Linked DNA regions of Capra hircus: region 2 is linked to region 1. The links are chromatin contacts, called in public Hi-C maps. All regions are on one chromosome and are shown on one strand. The core of a region is the stretch at or near the end of the contact, and the rest is flanking DNA. Distances in the headings are between cores, read along the strand shown. Region 1 has its middle 42 kb from the start of KRR1. Region 2 holds the start of PHLDA1 (pleckstrin homology-like domain family A member 1).

Region 1 (3,845 bases), core at 358-2,857:
TCATTACCTCCTGACCCTGATCTGTCAGTGACTCTTCCTCATTTTTTCCCTCATAAACACAGCTCAGACGTCCATTGGGCTAGACGAGCGATGATGGTTGAGGTTAGAACAGGGTCCAAAAGTCAACAGAGGAATCCAATCACTTCTTTGCAGAAGCAAATCCAGTGTGAATTCTCCAAAGTCAGGTATGCCGCCTGGTGTGCAAGGTGGTGAAAATCCCAGACAGGAGACAAAAGAAAGGACTCAGTGAGGCAAACCACGTCCAGATCCGGTTCTCAAAACTAACCGTCTGGCGCTATGGAAAAATGGCAACGCGTGCTGTCGTACTTATGAGAGTTCCTGAGCTCCAAAGAGAGAAGGAAATGGAGAACTAAAAATTCTTCCCAAAACAGGCCTACCTCAGAGAGATTGTGGGTTGGATTCCAGACCATTGCAATAAAGTCGATAGTGCAATAAAGTGAGTCACATGAATTTTCTGGTTTTCTAGTGCTTGCAAAAGTTATGTTTGCACTGTACTATAGTGTATTGGGTTTCCCTGGTGGCTCAGAGGTTAAAGCGTCTGCCTGGAATGCAGGAGACCCGGGTTTGATTCCTGGGTCAGGAAGATCCCCTGGCGAAGGAAATGGCAACCCACTCCAGTTCTCTTGCCTGGAGAATCCCATGGAGGGAGGAGCCTGGTAGGCTACAGTCCATGGGGTGACAAAGAGTTGGACACGACTGAGTGACTTCACTTTCATAGTGTATTAAGTATGCAATAGCATTATGTTTTTTAAAAAGTGTATACTTTAGTGAAAAATACTTTATTGCTAAAGAAAATGTAAGCCATTATCTGAGCCTTCAGTGAGGTAAAGGGGTTGAAATATTTTGAGAATTATCAAACTGTGACATAGAGCAGTGAATATATGAAAAATTTGTACCTTCCCCCTAATTTTTCTATCAACCCTAAACTGTTCTTTAAAAATAGTCTCAATAATAATATTTTAAAAAGTGTGACACAGAGTGAGCAGGTGCCCTGGAAAAGGGACTTACTTGATACAGGGTTGACACAAATCTTCAATTGTAACAAAATATTGTATCTGTGAAACAGTCAAGCCCAGAGCAACAAAGTAAGATATGCCTGATGGAATTAATTCTTGTGAAAAAACTTAGGACCTCATGTCTTTTGGCTGAGATGTGACATGTTCAGTGATACTGAACTCATACACCCTCATGTATTTCTATTTTTAAAGACAAAGCGAAAATAGCCTATTTCTTCAGGCTTTCCTCAGGCAAATTGTTGGACTAGTTTAGGCTGTTCTCCAGAGAATAATTTCTTTCCTTGGACATTACAGGCAGGACTCGTAAAACACCAAAATCCACTTGAAGTCATATATCTGGTATGGCTTCCAGAAGTTCAGAAGTTAAAAAGAGTAACAAAGTATAGTTTTAAAGAATCACAGTGAATCTTTCTTAGAAATCTTTCTTTTAACTTGTTTTCGGCTGTGAGGGTCTCGGTTGCTGTGTGCGGGCTTTCTCTAGTCGTGGCGAGCGGGGGCTGCTCACCAGTTGTGATGCAGGGCTCGTCACTGTGGGGGCTTCTCCTGCTGGGGATCGCAGTCTCTGGGGCGCATGGGCTTCAGTCGTCGCTCCACGTGGGCTTAAGTTGCAGCTCCCAGAGCGCAAGCTCAGTAGTTGCGGCTCATGCGCTTAGCTGCCCTGAGGCACGTGGGATCTTTGCAGACCAGGGACTGAACCCATGCCTTATGCATTGACAGGTGGATTCTTAACCACCAGGGAAATCCTAGAAATCTTTAAACAGGAAAAATAGTCATAGTAATGATTCTGATAATATTTTTCCAGAGGGTGACAACTTAATTATTGATAGGAGAGTGAATTTCATGCCTAGTTATTTTTAAATCAGTTGATTACATCAGCGTGGTTATCCTCACCTTGACAGCTTATGATTAACTGTACATGCCACAGGTATTTTCTCACAGATAAACTGAGTGCTGAAAGTCAAAACGATGTTCTTGTTAGAGCAGATCGATAGGAGGAAGAATTTCCCTTTAAAATATCTCTTGCACATGGCTGGAGGAATGGTGAGTTATGTTTAATTATTTAAGAAGGAAATTCACCCAAATGTCATTTTATCTTTTTGGTCCTTTGGGGAATATTGGATATGAAAGATGGAAAAATACCTTTGAACAGATGCATAAAAGCCAAAACCTCAACTAATACTTTTCTGCCTCACAAACCTCCAACATCTCCCTGATGATAACAGGTAGATAGGAGGCAATGAACTGCAAATTGTATGGCCACATTTTGGTGCTTGAGGTCAGCCCTCTTATTTGATGCCATCCTGTGTGAAAGATGGAATGAGCGATTCAAGCAGACAGAGTCAGGCAGCAGGTGAGCCCAGGTGAGACGTGTGACAGGGCTCTTTAGAGCTGAGAGTTCAGGCCCCCTTTCCAGTACCCTCTGACCTTTCTGATATTATAATAAAGTGAATGTAAGACCCACTCCAGTATTCTTGCCTGGAGAATTCCATGGAGGGAGGAGCCTGGTAGGCTACAGTCCATGGGGTCGCAAAGAGTCGGACATGACTGAGCGACTTCACTTTCAAGATTTCCCCAAATTTACAGGGCTCCTCTGACTCATTGCTGTGATTCCTTCTGAGGCTGCATGAAACTTTTGCTCCAGGACACTTAGTGGTTGAGTCAGGTTTCAGAGAACCATTAAGACATGCAGCTGAAAACACATCTTGCGGAAGTGAAGGAAGGACACAGAATTTAGGGGGCAACTCCCCAAACATAAATGCTACAGCTCAGCCAGCAAGCACTGATTGAATGCCTACTACATGCCAGTCACTACTCTAAATTTTGGAGACACCACAGTGAATAAAGTGAAAACACACACCCCTGCCCTCTAAGACTTTCTGTTGCGGTAATGTTGTTATTGTTCTTTAGCTACAATTAGCGCTTCTCCTTTTAGGTCATTTCCACATTGTATTGTCAAACTCTATTTGTATTATACAGGGATGCATTTGGCTACAAGTAAGAAAAATTGACCAAAAATGGTTTAAACAGTGTTTTCTTTTGTACTTTGCAAGAGGCTGGATATAGATTGCCTGGAGGCTTATGCAGTAGCTCAAACGTCTCATGGAGGATTTAGGCTGTTTCTCTCTTAATGCTCTCCCAGGCTTAGCATGCTGCTCATTGCTCATGGTTTCAGGATGGTTGCTGGAGCTCCTGCCATGAAGTCTCTACTCACAGCAGCAAGAAGGGAGATGGGTGTGAAGCCAGCTGTGTCTAAGGTTTATTTAAAGAAGAAACTTTTCACAAAAACTGTACTAGCATACTTCAGATTATGTGTCAGTGAACAGAGCTGCGCCACATGACTACCCATATCTGCAGTGAGTGTTGATTGTCTTCCAGCGAGTCAGTTGTGAGGCCTATTATGTGAAACGACGGTCTAGACTTGGTCACATAGTAGTGTGATAGCCAGTACACAGACTCAGTCCTTGAGTACTTTCTCTCAAGCACTGTAGCCAAGGTTGCGCATATGTCATTGTGAATTTGTATACAGTAAGCATATAGTATTCACAGCCTTGACGGTGAAGGCAATCAAGAAAGGTGCCCAGCCACCTAACCTGTAGTGTAGATAGCGGAGTCGAGTGACATTTAAACATAAGACTGGTTAATTTTTGTATTTGGTAGTTTTCTTAATAAGTAACTAAACGCATGCATGTCTTGTCAAAGTACACAATGTCCTGTGCACAAGAACCTGAATAAGCCAATAACTGGATGAATGAGCAGCCTGGTGAGACTGGCACTTAAGGCTTCCTGAAACGCTGCATGAACTACGGC
Region 2 (3,845 bases), core at 587-3,086, 490 kb before region 1:
ATATAAGAAGTGCTTTTGAAAATTACGCTGTTTGGTTAGACATTTTTAAGTAATTGAGATAAAATGCATTTGATGCATCCTGATAAACTGCAGGTTAGATAACACCAAAACATTCAGTTCCTCTTAAGAAAATGGGTTGGGTTGCCAGAAGATGTCTTACTTTTAGCCAGTCAATTTTGTATTGTATCATTTTTCCATATGAAATGTCTTTCCCCACTACACCTGCCTCAGAGACTGGAAGCATCCTTTCTAAAGGAGCTGAAGAATGGCATTCTGTTAAAAAGATGAACAGCTGGTCATGTGGAAATTCTTTGGAATGCTCACTTGTCCTGCAAAGGCAGGGGGAAAACAGATACCAGGTGTAGTGTTTGTCATTGTTACACAGAATTGTTTTACTAGAGATCTTTACATGATTTTAATCGCCTTTCTCCTACCAAGACTGCTCATCTATCAACAGTGTGAAGGCCCTGAGGATGCTAAGTGCAGTTCAGTGGGTGTCAGGACTGCGCTGGAATTGTTTTCTGTGCTGAAACATTGTTCCTTTCATCAAGATTCGGGACCCTCCCGTGATTAAAAGTTATCCTTTGTTCTCGATTACCTTGGGATGAACCTCGATTTTCTTAAGCGTGACACAAAGAATTTGACTCTTGAGGGGTTCTCCAAGCTCATGTGTCGCTTCTTCCCCCTTGAATTCTTTGTTCCAGCGAGATGACAGACACTACAGATGAACTCAGCTCTCCTTTCTTCCTTCTTGGGCACAAGTAGCAGCCTTTCCTGTTACCCTGGCCAACTCCGACTTGTCCACCCCTCATTTCTTTCTTTTGTGTAATTCATATTTTTCAGGGTGGGTATATAATTGGGATTCTCTAGTACATTTCCTTAAGAGGTTTGGTTTCGGTTTATGCTCTTTAATCTTTGTTTCCCAGAGTTTCTATAGAAATTGCTTAAATGGAGTAGGAGGGACCTAGGGGCGAGCACAGAATGACCTTCCCCGGGGTTACAGATAAATGAGATTAGGAGAGATATGACCTGTTGGGCGTTTGCGAAGAGACGGGTCCACGGAGGCCAACCTGCCCTTTGGAGGTTAAAGTGCGGAATCTCAGAACCGGATGTTACCGCAATTTGCAGTTACTCTTGTAAGAGACTGCAGGCTGTACGGATGGGTCAAGAGGAAGCCTAAGGGCTTGTGTCACGTAAGATAAGGAGTGCTTGCGCTCCAGGCTCGAAAAAAGGAAGGCGAAATGTCATTTCTAGTGGGTTCCCTTCTATCCACTCCAAAAGGGACAGACGGTTGCTCTTAACAATCGCGCTAAGAAGAGCTGGGTAGTGGCCGTAAGCGAATGTGAGTGTAAAGACACCATTTCCTCTCGCCCTTTGCGCACTAAGATGTCTACGTGGGGTCCGGGGGAGGCACAGTTCGCGGGACTCCGCAGTGTGCGAACCTCAGCCCCAGTTCCTCGCTGGCCCAGGCCTGGAGCGGGCTCTGCGAGATTTCGGAACCCAGCGCGAGTCCTCAGGGCGAGTTCCGGAGCGCAGAGGGTCCGCCTGGCGTGCCTGGCAGTCTGGCAACTGCGCCCACTTGGGCAGTCCCGTGCCCACCCGAGGCTCTCCGCGGTGAGCCCCGCCGGGCGGAGAGGCGCGACGGCTGGGGATGGCCTCTCGGCGCCCTCTGCGCGTCGGCATTCTTCGCCCGGCAGTCGGGGCGCCCTCGGCCGCGGCCCCGGGCGGAGGAGACGAGTTTCCGGGGCTCGCGTCCCGGCCGCCAGCCTGGGGCAGGAGCGCGGAAGCGAGTGGGCGGCGGGAGGCGGAGCGAGGGGCGCGGGGGGCGTGGACCGGCCGGCTTTGGAAAGGCCCCAAGTGAATGAGGCGCGCGCCGGCGGCAGAGCGCCTCTCCGAGCTGGGCTTTCCCCCGCGGCGCGGGCGCCAGGAGCCGCCTTTTCCGCTGGGTGTCACTCGGGGGTGGGGGATATGGCCCATTCAAAAGCGCCGCGAGGGGGCCCGGCCAGTGCCCTTCAGTGAGCGCTCGCAAGAGGACGGCAGAGCCCCGGCGGCTCGCAGCTCCGGGACCTTGTGGCGCATCAGGACGCGGCTGCCCTGCTGCCCGGACCCCGAGCCGCCGCCGCCGCCGCCGCCGCTCTGCTTTCTGCGCGTTAGCCTCCTCTGCGCGCTCCGGCCCGGAGGCCGCGGGAGCCGTTGGGGCGAGGACGGCGCGCGGCTGCTGCTGCTGCCCCCGACCCGGGCGGCTGGAAGCGGAGAGGCCGAGCCGAGCGGCGGCGCCCCCTATGCCGGGAGGATGTTGGAGAGCAGCGGCTGCAAGGCGCTGAAGGAGGGCGTGTTGGAGAAGCGCAGCGACGGGCTGCTGCAGCTCTGGAAGAAGAAGTGCTGCATCCTCACCGAGGAGGGGCTGCTGCTCATCCCGCCCAAACAGCTGCAACACCACCACCAGCAGCAGCAGCAACAGCAGCCCGGGCAGGGTTCGGTCGAACCGTCCCAACCCGGAGGCCCCGCCGTGGCCAGCCTCGAGCCGCCGGTCAAGCTCAAGGAATTGCACTTTTCCAACATGAAGACCGTGGACTGCGTGGAGCGCAAGGGCAAGTACATGTACTTCACCGTGGTGATGGCTGAGGGCAAGGAGATCGACTTTCGGTGCCCGCAGGACCAGGGCTGGAACGCCGAGATCACGTTGCAGATGGTGCAGTACAAGAATCGCCAGGCCATCCTGGCGGTCAAGTCCACGCGGCAGAAGCAACAGCACTTGGTCCAGCAACAGCCTCCGCAGCCGCAGCCGCTTCAGCCCCAAAGCCAAGCCCAGCCGCAGCCTCAGTCCCAAGCCCAGCCGCAGCAACAACCCAAACCGCAGCCCCAGCCCAAACCCCAGGCTCAGCCGAAGCCGCAGCCGCAGCCGCTTCATCCGTACCCGCATTCGCACCCGCACCCGCACCCGCATCCGCACGCGCACCCACTACCGCACCCGCACCCACCGCCGCTCTCGCAGGCGCACGGCCACCGGCTCCTCCGCAGCACCTCCAACTCGGCCTGAAGAGGGCAGCACCCGGCCCGAACGCGGTAAGGTCGGCGCGGGTCCGGGGAGCGGCTCTGGGGGTGTCAGAGCGGGAAGCCTGCTCACGGGTTCGGCTCTTGGGTGGGCAAGGGAGCAATGAACCTAGGTTTCTGGGAGGTGGAGAGAAGGGCACAGGCTGCAGGCAGCAGAGGCCGGGCGGGGAGGGCAGGCTGAGGAATGCGCGCTGGGCGGGAAGGTGCCCGCAGCGCCGCCGACCCGCCGACCCGCCCGCGTCCAGGACGCGCGCCCCCGGCCCCGGCCGCGCCGCCGCCCGTCTCCTGGCGCTCTCGGCGCCGCTGGACTGCGGGCACTCGAGGGAGCGACCCCGGTGTTTGTCTTAGCTCCTTTGTCCGCGGGCCGGATGCCAAGAGAACTGGGTCTGGTAGGAATCCGAGCTTCTCACTTCCGTCCGTGTCATTTCTTTTCAGGTTTTGGGGACCTGAGGAAGCGGGACGAGCACCTTTCTGTTGTCTTCACTTGGATCGAGAGCAAGTCTCCCCGCCCCGCACCAAATCAAGTAGTTTGAACAGAACCCGTCTGATAACTCGTGATTCCACTTATTTTCTGCATACTCTTCTTCACAATGCAGGAAAAATTTTGAGTCCAGAAGGCTTTATTTATGAACCTTTGAGAGGATCTTCCAGTTTGGTGGACCTTCTAGGAGGGATGATGTACTGTAATTTTATTTTAATGTATTTGACTTATTATTTATTAGTTTTTTTTTTCTAATGCTTGTTCTGAGACATTTCTGAATGTAGGCCATTTTCCAGAAAAGATACTTTAT

Evidence for each region. Hi-C and Micro-C count contacts between places; a contact is called where the count stands out from the background.
Region 2: a Hi-C map of blood shows a contact between it and region 1, with 5 times the contacts expected there. The contact joins the promoter of PHLDA1 here to the enhancer-like site in region 1. A contact is called at or near these places in 4 of 5 Hi-C or Micro-C datasets (blood and liver).

What each region holds. Positions count from the first base shown.
Region 1 is chr5:4,867,548-4,871,392 of ARS1.2, reverse strand. No RefSeq gene overlaps it. Among named protein-coding and RNA genes, the nearest start is that of KRR1, 42 kb to the right of the region's middle. Within about 2 kb of position 1,607, at least 1 of the 5 cell types and tissues checked has an H3K27ac peak or open chromatin away from gene starts, as enhancers often do.
Region 2 is chr5:5,359,920-5,363,764 of ARS1.2, reverse strand. It overlaps PHLDA1 (pleckstrin homology-like domain family A member 1), which reads left to right and starts at 1,836. Exons shown (of 2, transcript XM_018047569.1): 1 at 1,836-3,066; 2 at 3,490-3,845. The coding sequence starts at 1,862. The coding sequence ends at 3,040.